2 separate regions of the Zea mays genome follow, and region 2 is linked to region 1. The links are chromatin contacts, called in public Hi-C maps. All regions are on one chromosome and are shown on one strand. Each heading gives the region's core, a stretch centred on a gene start, on an enhancer-like site or on the middle of the called end of the contact. The rest is flanking DNA. Distances are from core to core; before and after follow the strand shown.

What was found. A called contact is a pair of places that touch in the nucleus more often than the background predicts.
Region 2: a Hi-C map of ear shows a contact between it and region 1, with 2.6 times the contacts expected there. The contact joins the enhancer-like site here to the promoter of LOC100274502 in region 1. A contact is called at or near these places in 2 of 25 Hi-C or Micro-C datasets (ear and tassel).

What each region holds. Positions count from the first base shown.
Region 1 is chr9:92,194,506-92,200,101 of Zm-B73-REFERENCE-NAM-5.0, forward strand. It overlaps LOC100274502, which reads right to left and starts at 3,717. Exons shown (of 7, transcript NM_001148860.1): 1 at 3,272-3,717; 2 at 1,044-1,179. The coding sequence starts at 3,389.
Region 2 is chr9:92,791,843-92,797,182 of Zm-B73-REFERENCE-NAM-5.0, forward strand. LOC100272777 reads right to left here. Exons shown (of 10, transcript NM_001147230.1): 7 at 5,303-5,340; 8 at 4,992-5,119; 9 at 4,796-4,897; 10 at 2,855-3,344. The coding sequence ends at 3,246. Among protein-coding and RNA genes, the nearest start is that of LOC100272777, 14 kb to the right of the region's middle. Within about 2 kb of position 2,974, at least 14 of the 20 cell types and tissues checked have an H3K27ac peak or open chromatin away from gene starts, as enhancers often do. A contact at or near this core is called in ear and tassel, where this site is marked.

The DNA.
Region 1 (5,596 bases), core at 2,467-4,966:
ACTGAGCAGATCCATTAGGATAGAGTTAGTTAGAGATAAGATAGATTCGGTTATGATATTTGCTGAGGGGTCAAGTTGTCTCTATAAAAGGGACACCCTTGTATCAGTTGAGATTAAGCACAGAATAGATCAAACAAGTGCAGCTCAGAGCCAGTCACAGATCTATCTGCTATCCCATCTACCAATCAATAAACCACATCACACACAGTACCCAAGATCGTCTACTCCCACTGTCCCACAAATAAAAGGAATCCTGGAATTTTAAGAACAGATATTTAAAAATAAAAAACTGCATAGGGAAGACTCATATAGCCCTAACTAAAGTATGTTTGTAAGTTTCAATTGGCAAGAATAAATGGCAGGTTAACAATACCATTAAAAAGATTTTATGGGAGTTATGTTACCCAGAATCCCATATATTTGTGGATGGAGGGATGAGGGAATATAGATTACGGCTATGGCAATGGTAGGCCACTTACTTCCTAAACCTTAGGAGTTTAATCATAGTGCGCGCGCACACACACACACAGACAGAAAATAACACTTTCCCAAATTCTTCAATCCCGATTGACCCTCGTTAGGTTTTACAGTTTGCTCATCCAAGTGTTCAACTTCAACAACAAAACTTATGTAACTACATTCTTGATCCTATAGAATAAAACCAAGAAGTAAAATATTTTTTCCAGGTCAGCATATCTATTCCATCCTATATTCACATGATAGTTCGGTATGAAATGATGCATGTTAAGGGCAACGAACAAGTAAATAATTGAACATGTTTCATGACATCTGTCCTCAGAGAACACATTAATGAATATGCCCGGTATAGATCTACCTAATTGTGTGTCAAGTTGCTGGCCGATCAGAGTGTCAGGATGAACTTTAGCGCCTTTAAGTTCATGTCTCAGGAAAGCAAATAAAGAAAGCATTTACAGAAAGTATCCATAAAGCAGGGATTATTTGATACAGTAAGCAATCAATTTTGTAGAAGGGAAAATGAACAACAATTCTAATTGGAATTTCAAAGAGCAAGAAAACCATACGCTGAAAAGTCAGCAGAAGCAGATGCAGCCCTCAGAGCATTCCTGTCAAGGCAACAGCTCCAAACAGCTCCTTTATGACCTTGAAAAGTCCCAATCCAGTCGCCAGTCTCACCATTACGAAGCATTGGATTTGTATCTGTGAAACGAAAAAATAATAAGATCATTCAATAGGTAGCAACACGAGAGGACATGTATGCTTCTCCTATTTGCAAAGTTTACTGGTCTGCAAACAGTGTGAAATCATTCAAAGCTTGGTAATGAAGCCATGAAGCATAAAAAAATGTATAACCTTTGCCATGTAAAACCAGATAAGATGTCTAACTCCTTTCGACTATCACTTGGTCCCAAAATCCCAATCCAAGATCGTTACCGAAACCTAGCCTAGAACCTGCTCACTCTTCTCGAATGCATAAATATCTACAGATTCTATGATATAATATTCTTTTCGTGGATAACATTTAGCAAAGCACTTAAATCGCTCTAATGATCACACGATAGATAGGAAGTTCACCATTCTCATTATTCGCCTTGCAATATGGGCACACAGTTAAATCAGGAAAAACTGCAAGATAGAGATTAATACACTGCTGGTACCCAATTGAGGCTTAGTCCTACAATGTTTAGTTGCTGACAACTAGGACAACAAGCTATTTATTATTGGCTTATTGTTTCATCTGATGTACCTTTATCATTCATATTTCTAACACCTCTATAGAGAATTTATTATTGCAAGGATGCTTTATAGAGCATTCCTTACAAGAAGGGAATGCATCTAATATTTCAAGAAAAATATATGTGGAAATAAAAAAACTTAATAATACAACTTGAAAATGTTCGAATCAAATACCACAAGATCATCCTTCTTTCAAAGAAAAAATGGAGTAAGGTAAAGGTTAGCATAAAATATGTTCACCTTTCATAGGGGTCGGATATGAAACCATGCATTAGCTTCTTAGGCTTTGTTTAGATGTTGTCAGACTCACCTCAATCAACCTGTGCTGGGGTGGAATTTAGTTCAAGTTCCACTATAATCCAACCCAACACATGTGGATTTATGTGAATCCGACTACATCCAAACAAGGTCCCAATGGATCCAGGTTGTTCTTTAGTAGTCCACAACCGAGATGTGCATGCATGTTTCTGTTTAACCATAACTATTTCTTTGTCAAGCTTTTAACATGGTATTCATGAATATCCAACTGTTTCATTTTGCTTTCATCCATTCTACTTGTAACTCGGTGGTGCTCAAAAAATAAAGCTATGAAAATTGCTCTTATATCTACACCTCATATTAAAGAGAGAAATTCTGTCATGGTAGCTTTTTTCTAGCCTACCCCAACTTGCTTGAGATAAAAGGCTTTGTTGTTGTTTGTTTTGTCGTAACTTTTTTCTGACTCCTCATATACACCGTCCTGTGTTTCTTTCCAGATCATTCTGTGTGTAAGACATCTGTGTTTCTGTTCCAGGTCATCCACATTTCTGTTCCTGTTTCAGTCAGACCTCCATTCGGATTTTTCGTTCAAACTTCATGCTTGGTTATTTTTGTCTGACTTTTTTCCGCTTGGTTTCCATGATTTTGTCTTCCGCTTTCCAGATCCAAGTGACTGCGATGCTTTTTTTCCTGTGATTCATGTCCGATGTTTTCTTTCTTATGTTTTCAGTCTGAACTCCATTTAAACATACAATAAAAATAATAGATATCTTTGAATGATTGGCTCTTTTCTAAAAAAACAATGATTATAACCAACTTATTAATATTGTTTTGATAAAAATCAAAACTCTTTTTATGAAAATCCAAAAATCTAGATTACTTGATGGTTCGCCTAATTACACCATCAACTAAAACCATTATCTTAAACAACATGGGTATGTAATCGTATTTACTTGACCAGCAAAAGAACAATGTCCAACGTCTACAGTATATGTAGTTTACAAATGTTGAGCCCCCACACCAACGAAACATTGAACCCACACCAAATAAACTACATAGTTTAAAGCATCAGGAGACTATCATGGCACAAATTGCACTGGCAACTAATTCTTACATCCACATAAAATTAGATTGAAAATATAACGATCAAACACATCATCCTAACCAATATCTCGTAAACACATATAAGTAACAGCAGATCATCGCATCACAATCACTCAACCACCAAGCCAATCCTAGCCAATCAGAAAACTAAAATGAACTATCACACGGGAAGGGAAGTTGAGGATTCGCTTACCCTTGCTGGCGCTGATGAGGAAGTAGCCATCGGGTGTGACGGGGCTGTAGAAGAGGTCCACCACCGGCCGCGAGTGGCCGTGGCACACCAGCGGTATCGCCACCTTCTTCTTCTCCATCGTCTGGATTCGCTTCCGTTCCCCGGGTGAGAAAGCACCCTAGCCCGTCGAACCAATGATTACCCTGGAATGCGACGCCTCCGCGCGCCCAAACCCTAGCACACCGATCGAAAAAGAGAGGAAACCTACAAAAAACGGGGAAAATCGGAGGATAATCGAATCGAATCGAATCGAATCGCGCAAATCGTCGCGGGGGGGTAAGGCGATCCGGATCCTAAGGGTTGGATCTGTACAGGCGCTTTATTGGGTGGATGGATCGGCAGGGGCGGGCGGGCGTATGAAGCGAGGCGAGGCGAGGCGAGGCCGGCCTCCTTGGGCTAAAGTGTGGGGCAGGGGGGCAGGGGCAGGAAGCCAGACCCTGTGCTTATATAGGGTTAGGACTTGGGACGAGCCGAGACGAAGCGGCACGCGCTCGATCGGTCCTTTGGTCATGATCGTAGGTCGTAGCGGGAGGGTGACTGCACGAGTGGTAGCTGATGTTGAGCTTGGGGGTCGTTGCGGAATGCTGGTTGTTCGGTTAGGCCTAGTTTCGATGCTTTTGAATTGGAGTGGCTCAGAGGTACCAAGGGTGTTTAAATTCTTTTTGGGAGCACAGTTTTGTTACAGTTTTGAATGAATACTGTAGTATTTGATGATACCGTAGTATTAAAAATTAAAACGTGTTTGGATGCTACTAATAAAACACAGTTTCAAATACCATGGTCTACTTAAAGCTGTAGTATTTTTAGAGTTTTGGAAAGAGTTAATTCCCTCTATGCCACTGAAAATTATATCGATACTTTATGTGCCATTATAAATTATAGCATTCCTTCTATGCCATCAATTTTAGATTTTATTCCCCTCTCTACCATTGCCGTCAAAAGCTGGCCAACGCCGTTTGTTGGTGTAGCTGGACCCACATGGCATGCACTAACCTCCTCCCATCATCTTTGTTTGCCATGACCAGCAAGGCCGAAGGCGAAGCAGCACCGACCGCAGCCCCCCCGCCGGCCTGGAGCGTGCGTGGCGGTCTTGTCGACCTTAGCTCGACGTCGGGGACCGGGCCGAGGCGAGCCAAGGCTGTTCGACGGCGGCGGGGACTGAGCCGAGGCAGACCGATACTTCCACTGCACGTCCGTTCGCAAGCCCACCGTCGACACCTCCCAACGTCGGCTCGTCGAACACCTCAACATTGGCGACGTCCAGTGCCTCGAGGGGACGCGCTCGAGCTCAAGACCCTGCCACGTGCGGCGTTGGCCTCGAGGCCTGCTCGCTCTGCATGCCGCTGGACGACTGGACTGCAGGCGCCTGTGCTTCGCGGGGTGCTGTGACCTGATCCGTGTGGTGCCTGCCTGCCTGCCCCCCAGCCCCAGCCATATGTCGCGCGCGAGGACCCGAGCTCTGCTCCTCGCCTGCCCTTGCATACGCGCTGCTGCAGCCTGCAATCAGCCCATGCATGCATGAAACGGTGAACCGACATTGCATCATCGACTCCATCCATCCATCCATGCATCTGTGCCTGTTGTCCGTCCTATCGAGTGTGCGTGCGTCCGAGCGAGCACGTAGGCCGACCGGTCCCGTGCGTGTTGTAACCTTGTGGCCGACGGTGGACGTACGGCACACGCGAGGCTGACTGTCTGCACCTGCAATATGCATGCGCATGCATGGAATCCGAAAGGCGGCCAGCTACTCGAGCCCCGAGCTCGAGCGTATGAGATCGACGAAGCGTGCGTGCAGCGGCGACGCGACGTGAGAGGATCGTGAGACGTATCTGCTCTAGAAGAAGCGCGTCTCATGTATTTGTCAAAGAGCGGGGCGCTGAGAATCGAACAAGGGAACGGGAGGGACTGTACGTACAAATACTACATGATGTTTGGTTTGTACTGGTGCAGTCTGATCGATCCATGCCTGCTGGCATTGGCACCTGGCAGCTCAGTTCAGCTGGAGCTGGTCATTCTCTCGTGCATGCAGATGGATACGTTGCAGCTTGCAGGCAGCGCGCGATCGTCAGCTTGCTAGCTCTAGCGAGGCACGTGAGTAGGATGCTAGGCTATGACACATGGGCCCGTACACCATTTAACGGCGATATGTAACTGCAATGGCGTTGAAGGGATGGAAAATATAAATCAATGGCTTTAAAGGAATGGTATAATTTTAGATGGCATTTAAGAGATTGATATAAGTTTCGATGGCATTGAAGGGATTTTCTCTTTTGGAAACTCCACTCA
Region 2 (5,340 bases), core at 1,724-4,223, 600 kb after region 1:
TGGTATAACACCAGTTACCATACATCTCTTGGCAAATCTCCATTTGAGGTCCTTTATGGTCACACGCCTTCTCAATTGGGACTTGAATCAACAGAGCAGTGCATGGTACCTGATTTAGCAACTTGGCTGCAGACTAGACAACTTATGCTTCAACAAGTTAAACTTCATCTACGACGCGCCCAAGATCGAATGAAAAGACAGGCTGATAAAGGGAGGGTGGAAAGAGTTTTTGCGGTGGGAGACAAAGTATTCCTGAAGCTGCAGCCCTACTGTCAGAAAACAGTTGACGATCGGGCTGTTCAAAAACTTGCATTTCGGTTCTTCGGACCTTTTGAAATTATTCGTCAAGTGAATAGAGTTGCTTATGAACTTGCATTACCAGCGGGCTGTTCTGTTCATCCTGTTTTTCATGTCTCACAGTTAAAGTCGACAGTGGGAGCTCGTACACCAGTCAGTGACTCAGTTCCAGATTTGTCCACAGGGTTGCATGTACCTGAGGAGGTGTTAAACTCTCGCTTGTTTCAAAAAGGCAACAAGGTGATCACACAATTGCTGATCAAGTGGTCAGGCTGGCCAGATGCTCTAGCCACTTGGGAAGATGAACAGGCTATCAAACAACGCTTTCCTATGGCACTAGCTTGGGGTCAAGCTGCTACTGAAGGAGGAGGGGATGTCAGCACCACTGGTGGACCATGCGCTGATCTGGAGAAAGGAGAACCAAGGCCGATCGAGGTGGGACCCAGAAGACGCAGCCAAAGGGTGATTAGGCCTAATGTCAGGATTAGCGGGCCTGAGTGGCGTAATTAACTAGAGATTATGCTTGTCTTGTAAGAGGGGAAAGGGCGTGGAGGTATATATACTCCTGTACGCGGTTGAGAGGGTGATAAATCTACGAAGGACTCTGTTTTGAACACCTAAATAATACGAAGCATACAGAGTTCGTGAGGATACCTTATGTTGTCTAAGGGTGTGTTTGGTTTGGCTTTTGGCTTTGGCTTTTACCCCCTAAAAGCTAAAAGCCAAACCAAAGGGCTGGATTTAGAAAGCAGCTTTTTCTAAAAGCCGACTTTCTTGCAGTGCAAAACTGAAAGCACCTCTGGACCTGCTTTTAGCTGCTTTTAGATGGAACTGTGAAAATATATATGGAAAAACATTTAGCGACTTTTAGTGGTTTCCACCAAACACTTTTTAGCTTTTTAACAGCTCGCAGCCCACAGCAGCTTTTCTCACAGCTCACAGCCCACAGCAGCTTTTTTCACAGCCACAGTCCAACCAAACAGACCCTAACACGCCCGCACGTCCAGTGGTGCACGCTGCTCGGCTTTCGAGCTGTGTGCACGCACGGTTTCGAATTCGAATTATTCTTTTATTATCGCACGGTTTCTGATCGGGTCGGCGCTCCGCGCGACAGGGGATTCGTGGCTGCCGGAGGCAATAATAGCGCAAGATGCTACCGTAACTGTGAATGCGAAAATATTTTATTGCCAAACATGTCTTCGATTTTACTTATATATAAAAAAATACTTTAGTTATGTTATAACAATTAACAAATCATGGTATGTGGTTTAGAGAACTGAGTTGTCAGACTCAGACAGGGTCTAAATGTGCTGTCTTAGACTAGCTCTTTATTAAAAGCTATGAGCTCCTTTGAAATGCAGGAATTTTAGTGAAATCGTGTATAGAAAGTTTATAGAAATTAGCTTATTTTCACAGAAAAAACGAAAAAACACCGCAATCCAAAGGAACCCTACATTTTCTATGTGTTCTATTAAAATGTAAAAGATATCCGCCCTAAACAAAAGCCTATCTCACTGATCGCAAGCATGAACCGCTAATGCCAACCCTTGACGGCTAAGCAAACGTAACCGATCGCCAAGAACGAGCAGGATACCAAAAATATTAACCCCCTCTACGTGGCCATGTTTCCCATGTTACAAGCGAAGGAGATAAGCCTATAGGTGTACATTTGTGCTGTGCCTAATAGGCCGGCCCAAAGCACACAATTTCTGGCACGATCCATATCTGGCACGGCCCAACCTAATTGTGGGTCTGGGCCGGCACGGCCCACATTGTGGGCCGTGCCTGGGCCTCAAGTCAAGCCCACGGGCCGGCCTCGCACGGCCCATTTAACTAAGCCACACCGAGGCCCACTAAATATAGACTCAGTATTTAACTAAGGTCCGTCAAAGCCCACATGACTAGCATAACTTGGAGAATCTAGAGCTTCATTAAGCCATCGAGAACCAATACCTAGATATGGATAGTGAATAGTGATGATGATCATTGTATATGTATTCTGTATGAATGTATAGTACTTAATTAAACACTAAACAGAGAACTGAATATTATTTGTGAGCTAGTTGTAATATTTTTTTCTTTCTGACCAAAGGTTTATAATGTGCATCCACAAAACATCTTAGTTTTATTTTGGTCATATATATATTATACTTTTTGTTGATGTATTACTGTTGTATGTATATGGGCCGGTCTGGCACATTAAGGTATTTTGGGCTATTTAGGCCGGCCTGGCACACATAACTAATTGTGGGCCGTGTCGTGGGCCGATGACTGGACACACGTGCTGGCACGGCACGGCCCATAATTAGATATGTGCTTTTGTGGGCCGTACATTTCTGGGCCGTGCTTTTGTGGGCCTGTGCCGTGCCGGGCCAGGCCGGCCCACATGTACATGTATAGATAAGCCAACGGCACCGCATTATCCATATGCAAAGGATGGACAGGGAATGCTGTTTTAACAAAACGGCAGCGGCTAAATTAAAAGGGGATGCGAAAACGAAAGCACGTACTTTTTCCGCGGCCGGGCCTGCGTCAAAGCCCCTGGGAAAAGAGTTTTAGTGCCATATTTCATATAATATATACTCCGTACATCTGTGCGCGTCAGTTGTACACTTGTCTAAACACGCCTTGAAATCTGCTGGCCAGACAACGGTTTCCGTACCCGGTTGTTCTTACACTACTCACATCAAGCTACATGCAAGTGCCCAGGGCAAACGCTTCTAGAGTATTTGGCCATCCACCTGGTACCATGGCTGGAATATTGCAGGCAGAGGCAGGAAAGCAAGCAACAGACCTTAGATTCCCACGCGCCCCTTTCGAGAAAATGGAACCACTCCAGTTAGTTCATGAAGACACAGCATTTATTGTTTCTGTGGGCATCGCATTTCTGTTTTGTATACATTATTATTGCAGCACAAATAAGAAAACTGAGTGTGGCAGGCCATATTTCACACACTCAACTCAGCCTCGGCCCCTAATGGCTCGAAAACTGATTCGACCTCGGCCATGTTTACTTCTTCCAGAGTGGCTGGATTCCACTTCGGATTCTGCAAAGTGATAGGGAAATTCAATGAGAAGCCAATTCCTTTTTACTTAATCTTCTTGGATAATAAATTAAATGCAGCCGACCACCCTATACTTCCATAACATAATAACTACTCACTCTATTCTTTTTTATTTGTCACGGTTTAGTTCAAAAATAAACTAACGGACGACAAATATTCGAGAACGGAGGTAGTATCAAGTTAGCTATGGAGATAAAGCAAACCCCAAACCGAGTTGCACCAAAGTATAATCTAGTTAGGCCTTGTTCGGTTATTCCCAATACACATGAATTGAGTGGGATTGAAAAAAATTAAAAAGAAGTTTGACTTGTTTGGGATTCAAACTCATCCAATCCCACTCAATCCACGTGGATTGAGAGATAACCCAACAAGCCCTTAACCGTTTTGCCACCAATTGCGCCCAGTTTGCAAGACATGGACCAGGTTCCCCAGGTTATAGCTTAGTTTGCATTTTGCAACTAGCACGGAGGACAGGCTGGATTGGTCTCCACCAGTTTCAGAGCAGATTTGATTAGTCGCTGGGTTGAGCCAGTCCTAGTAGTTTCAACAGGTTCCTGATAGGTTTCGGGACACCACTGCCCTGGACAGAGTGACGCTGAGGAAGTACCCGTTCCTTCCACTCGGTCTGCGCCATAGATGTCAGCAACACAGACAATGCCGTGGATCTTGCCAAGAGGTGTTTGGCAAGGGTCGAGTGAAGCTGTAGCCTAGGGGCACATATGGCAGCACACGCTCCATCTCCGTTGAAGCATCTGGTTATCTGATCAGGAGAGATCAAGCATGTGTGGCTGCCATGGGTGGATTAAGGGTGCTGGAAAGATCTCAAACTTGTCGGAACTCAGGAAGACTTCACGAGTGGCCAGGAAGAGGAAGATCCAGGAAGAACTAGGAAGAGACATCTAAGAGGATGCAATGGAGAAACCTAGACTCAGGAAGAGAACGGGTTACTAAGATCATGACGTGGCTTAGTGTGCCTACTCAACATGTTAGGAGACTTGTTAAAGTGTCTCGCAGTCGCAGGCTTCTTGACATGAGGACTTTCTACATTCTCGAACTAATATTTATCGTAAAGACCTAGTGTTTAAAGTTGCTACAATAACTGCTAAAAGCTTATCCTGGATTTAGTAAGGCCTATCCTGCCAAAAAACAGGATCCTGCAAAAACAGACAGGAAACACACCGTCCAGCTACACATCCTGTTTCCGTATTTTTCCGCAAATAAGGAAAAGGGTGAGATAAATGTAGAAACGTAATGTGACAGGATGAGATTTATCCTTCTTGGATGAAACAATTTAGAGCTAGTTTGGGAACCCCATTTTCCCAAGGGATTTACATTTTCCCAAGGGAAATTAGTTCATTTTCCCTTGGAAAAATAGGAATCCCTTAGGAAAATGGAGTTCTCAAACTAGCCAGAAAATCATATGGATAACTTGCCTGGTCCTTGTCAACTAAAACAGCACGCACACCTTCAACAAAATCGTTTCTAATCGACGACCTCAAGGCAATGCGATATTCCAATTTCATAACACCAGCCAGCTGAAACACACCAAACACCAGAATTAGCAATACATAGATAAGTGGTTCATGAACAATTGAAATTGTTCAGTCCTAGAGGATACTAGATTCACACCTTAGATAAATAGTGTTCACTAGTCCCATATGCTGATGCAACTTGAGAGAAATGCTTCTGTGTTAAACAAAGAGAAAATGGAGCGCCTTTCTCAATTCCTGCTAAAGCTTCATTGGCCCATTCTGCCACTGCAGCCACCAGAGGAACAGTTAAGTGTGTAAATGCAGTTATCCCTTCTTAAGCCACTATTGCATTAAATTCTTACATAGCACAAAGAAAGTAGGGGAGTTTTTTAAAAGTCAACAGTTGCATGTGAGTAATACATTAGTGTTGCCAAGGTGCACTAAAAGGGAATGTTTCATAGCGGGTACCTGCAGCATCACCACTTCGGCTACATTTCTTTAGCTCT